Regions from separate parts of the Arachis hypogaea genome. Here region 2 is linked to region 1. A link is a contact called in public Hi-C data. All regions are on one chromosome and are shown on one strand. Each heading gives the region's core, a stretch centred on a gene start, on an enhancer-like site or on the middle of the called end of the contact. The rest is flanking DNA. Distances are from core to core; before and after follow the strand shown.

The links. A called contact is a pair of places that touch in the nucleus more often than the background predicts.
Region 2: a contact with region 1 is called in a Hi-C map of an unstated tissue, with 4 times the contacts expected there. The contact joins two enhancer-like sites. A contact is called at or near these places in 4 of 8 Hi-C or Micro-C datasets (leaf and an unstated tissue).

What each region holds. Positions count from the first base shown.
Region 1 is chr20:122,754,691-122,757,390 of arahy.Tifrunner.gnm2.J5K5, reverse strand. No RefSeq gene overlaps it. Among protein-coding and RNA genes, the nearest start is that of LOC112786264, 47 kb to the right of the region's middle. Within about 2 kb of position 1,445, at least 2 of the 3 cell types and tissues checked have open chromatin away from gene starts, as enhancers often do.
Region 2 is chr20:122,969,585-122,972,284 of arahy.Tifrunner.gnm2.J5K5, reverse strand. LOC112783423 reads left to right here. Exons shown (of 4, transcript XM_025826365.3): 4 at 1-190. The coding sequence ends at 8. Among protein-coding and RNA genes, the nearest start is that of LOC112783423, 5.2 kb to the left of the region's middle. Within about 2 kb of position 1,349, at least 1 of the 3 cell types and tissues checked has open chromatin away from gene starts, as enhancers often do.

The sequences.
Region 1 (2,700 bases), core at 196-2,695:
TGCATTTTGTTATCTTCGGATTTTGATACATTACACTTTAGTATCCTTTATGTGCAAATTAAATATCGAATTATTTATATAAAAGTTTTTTAGTTTTATTTTTCGGGCTTGAAGTATAGACAATATACTAGTAGTAGGCTGATCTATATATATCATATTTATAAATATATAATTTTAATCATGTAGGTATGATTTAGTGGTTCATCTTCTAATTTTTTTTTTAATCAAAAATTAAATCGTGCATGCGATGATGATTCAAATCCTGATTTATGCATGAAAAATATTTTGTGATCATTCATTTGTTCAATTATAAATACTCATAAAACTTGCTGATGATACAGTGTTATGAAATATTTTCACTAAAAAATTAAACGATTAAATAAATGTTTTTTTTTAATCCAAAACAATTACTATTTCGTAGAATATGTGTAAAAAAAAGATATTGAGAGTGAAAAGGACGGGTATCCCAATTGAGTAGGGTGGAAGACGAAAATGTGAGGGGTCACAGTCGATGTTGTCTCTATGGACTATGGCCACAATTGCACTTTGATAGTGATTGTCGGCGTTATTCTAAAGCTACACGTATATATTTATTTTCATCCTAATAATTATCCAACATTCTTACCTCACACACCTCTCAAATCAATTTTAATGGATGATTAACTGTTTCAACAGTATTATTAATTTATATTTATGAATAATTAATAAATTTGATACAAATTAATAATAATAATGTATGGAATAATAATATTTTTTAAAAGAAAATTCATTCAATAATAAGTTAAGGTGGCTACTCCAATGAAGATTTAATGATTGTCATCATGTGAAGATATATCATTTTGACCATTGGATGATAGATTGTAGGACTTGATTTTATTTGAAGTAAAAGTGTTACCTTTATTTAAAGTGTTGCAAAATAAATAAGTTACACTTTTTAAACAAGGATCATCATGAGAAGATGTTTTTGGCATCTTCATGGGAGTAGCTGCCGTTAAGTTAATTATGACATTATTGCATGCAATTAGACTACTATAGTTATATATATATATAGTGTCACAACCTTCGTTTTCTTCTTGTGCTTGCTAGCTGTGTGTCACTTTTATCAAATAATGATATCATTCGTACATTCATATGGCCGTCCACAAATTATTAATAGAAAAAATATATTTACATACTTTTTTACGTAACTTTTTTATATTTTTATCATAGAAAAGATATGATTTTTTTTTTATTTTCTCTAATTTTTAATAAAATATAATTAAAAAAGAATATATACAACATCCCTCATTAAGTCATTATTGAGGTTTGGATAAGAGAGATGTCTATTCTTCAGCAGTTATTGTGTTGTTAATTATGTAGGCAATGGATGGAAAAGACAAAATATTTGAGAGGTGAAAGTAAGGTTATCTGCATGATGAGAACCATATTGTCCTTCTACATTGTTTAATTGCCTTTTTCTAATTTAGATGAGAAATATTGTACGTGTAATTACTTAACTTTGTGATTCCTCCCTCAGCTCCTTTCAACAATCACAAAACTTTGATGAGACGCACTACTCTTTATACACACTAAGAATTAATTTTTAAATCAATCACTGTCTATTATATATAAATATATATTATTTAATTTATTTTTAATATATATTTTATATAAATAATTAATTTAATAACTGAATTTTATGTGCACATAACATGATTGCAGTTAAATATATTACATTATATTAGCCAAAGTTTGATGATAACGCGTTGACAAGAAATTAAATAAACGAATGAATTTTATGAAAAATATAATTTTAAATTGTTTAGCATATTATTATGTGTGATAATAACATGTTAATATTAATTATTAGTTTTAACAAAACCTAACCCTCCTCTTCCTCCCCCTCTCAAAAAAATAAATAAATAAATAAATAAAATAAAATAAAAAGTAAGAAAATTAAAGAATTGTTTCTATGGTTCCTTTCCTTAGGAGAGAAGCGAGTCAAGTTTCTGCTTGAAGAGGCTACATTTTAGTTTAACTAAAGCTCAAATTTAACATATTTAACAATAATAAAGTTATAATCTTCAGATTTATTAATAAATCAAATTAATAACTCAGAAATCAATTTGGCTCACTTTCAATCTTAGGAGTCATTTGCAAGCAACAAGTTTAAGGAGGTTGTTTCACTCACTCTTATATGACAATATTGTCATAAATCATTTTGTTATTATAATACTAATTTTTTGTTTAAATTCATAAAAAAAGACATATAAATGGTTATATTTTTTAATATATTTTTTTAAACAAAAATTTTTTTAAATTTGTTTAAATTTTTGTATGATTTTTTTTTTGTCTTATTCTATTTTCTTCTTTTAGAATTAACAAAGATTGAATTTTAAATCTTTCAGGTCATAGAAATTTTAATACTATGTCATGATTAGAGATGACAATAGATATTCATGGAGCAGATATCCCTTCTCCACCCCGTTTCTATTTAAGAAAATACTCCGTCACGATCCTCATTTAATTCTCTCCGCAAAGACACAAATATGGTATATGTATCTATTAATAACCTTTATAAAAGAAACCACGAACAAATATATATAATATAATCGAATACAATTCAATCAAATTTATCATGTTAAAACACAATTCAAACACAAATTTAATATATCTACATATACATTAAAAAAATAAAATAAAAATAATTTCCAGTAAAAT
Region 2 (2,700 bases), core at 100-2,599, 210 kb before region 1:
AGGGGTAAGAAGGAAAAGCCTCCTAATGTTTTATTTAACTTGTGAACAAAGCAAAAGAGGAAAAGAATAAAAAAGGAAGAAAAGTTGTAAGGTAGAAATTTTAACAATTGTTAGATTAAAGACATTCTTTATGTTTCAAACTTTACTGAGACAATAATGGACAATGGTAATAGACAATTCGACAATGCAACTTATGTGTCTTGAAGAATCTATTGTCATCTAGAATTTGATATTTTCTGGTGCCTTTACTTTCATTCTCCCATGTCCATGATTGCCTTCTTGAGCTTCCTCATTTGCATTAAGAGAATTTTCCAGTTCCTACATTTTTAACAGAATTATAGTAAGAAAATTGATCTTCAGAAACAGAAAGATATCTTGGAACTTTTGGGTTTGTATTGATTTCAACTCTCCTTTAAATTGAGAAACGCTATACGTGTAATCATTTTATCTTGTAGATTGAATGGGGTGTGAAACTCACATGGAAAGAGTGTATGTCAACTCAAAATATGACACCATTATCTTATCTTATATGAAATTCTAAAGTCCGATAAATAGTGATATCAAAAATCCAAAGTGGATTACTCCACAACTTCATGGAATTACAGAAATATCACGCTTTAAACATTCAAGCCGTTTTCATAAAAACAAAAAACAATAATCAATAGAAGTCCACTATAAAAAATTCTAGCAGAAGTCATATGGGGGAGGAATATTAAGTACAATCATTCATTAAGAAAATGTGCAAATATAAGAAAAAAAAATAATTGGAGTTTAAATATAGTTGTAATATGACAATAATCAAACATCCACAACCACATTAATAAATTTATTTTTATTAAGGGCTAGCAGCTTATTTCCACACTTAATTTACTAACGGAGAATTTAATCCATGTTTATTAAGAGAACTATATCACGTTATGGGACTTTAATTAGGTTAACACAAATTAATCAAACTTTTGGTAATAGAATTTTCATACTGGTTGTTCAATTAAGAACCCCAAATAAAAAACATGAAAGTTACTTAACTTTAATGTTATAATAAGACCTCTAAAATAACTTTTAATGTTAATCATTTATTTATAGTTATGTTAGTAAAATTAAATATTTTTTTTGAAAACTAGTAAAATTAAATCAAGTTGTATGCAAATGCAAGTAACAAAGTTTAGAAAGTCAAAGTCAGAATTCAATTTGAATTCAAGGTCATTACAAGTTTACAATTTATTGCTAAGACTACAAATTTTTTATAATATCAACTTGCACAAATTGAATTCAACATCAAAGACTCCACAACTTACATCAGCATGCGTTATAATCAATTTGGTGTCACTGCCATTACCAAATTACAAAGCTATGAAGATATAAAGATGACGTTATCAAGCAAGTGGTATTATCAAGTAGTTACAATGCAAGATTGGTTGGCTACATACACCGCCTTTGATTCTTAGCAATTAAGAAATATTATCTTGATTGAGTAATCTTGCATTCTTGCCTATAAATAGGCTTTAACTCATCTATTTTAAGGATGTGTTCCATAGAAGTTAAATGAGTATATATGGTTTTAAGATTTAAGCGATGCTTTTTTGTTCTTTTCTTTTATACGTGCTGAGTTTGAGAGATAATAAATATAGTAATGTCATTTATATAAGTGAATAATTTTCGAATCAATTAAGTGTAGATATTATATTTATATTGGTATTAGAGTTGGTTTAATTCAATATTAAGTGTTTGAGAGTTTGTAAAGTATGAAAGAATTTTTACATAATTATTGTTTGTTTCTAGATTTAGTATGATAAAGGCTTTTAATATTGTGTGATCTAATTTTAAATTAGATGAAAAATTTGATTATAGTTATTGGGAAATTTTTATGTATACTTATTTGAAGGTTCAGAACCTGTAGAATTTTATTGAACTAAGATTGTAAGAAAGATAATATGTTGTCCAACAGAAGAGAGATCAATTGGCACTATCACAAATTCATCAAGGTGTAGATTATACGGTGTTTGGCAAAGTAACAAATGCCAAAAATGTAAAAGAAGCTTAGAACAAGTTGAAGCTATCATACAAAGGTGTAGATAAAGCCCAAAAAGCAAATTTAGAGTCCTTGCGAATAGAATATGAAAGGTATGAAATGTCTAACTTAGAAACTATTGAGCAATATTTTATGTGTTATAGATCTTGTCAATAAGATGAGAGTCTATAAAGAAGATATGTCCGATAGTAAATTGGTAGAGAAAATTTTTTCGCACCATGCCGATAAAGTATGATTATGTGGTGACTACAATACTGAAGTCCGACGATATGGATACCATGATAATTGCAAAATTACAAGGAACCATGGAAAGTCACATTAATAGAATATTGGAGAAGTAAAAAAAAATCAATCGAAGAGGCTCTGAAAAGTTGGATGAATTTAAATAATGTTGCAGAATCAAGTCGTACACAAGAAGGACGAGATCGAGGTTTCAATTATCAAAGTAGAGGTAGAGGGAGTTTCAGAGGAAAGGTCATGTCAATTATAATAAAAAAAAAGTTGTAACAATTTTATACCACCTATCAAAAAAGAGGTGGAACAAATTTTAGGCTTGTCAACTGAGGAAAAGGTTGCAGCAATTTTTATCAATAAAAAACTATTTTTACTGCTTTCATTGTGAAAAGTATGGACATGAAGTAACAAATTACATATTTAGAATGATAAATATT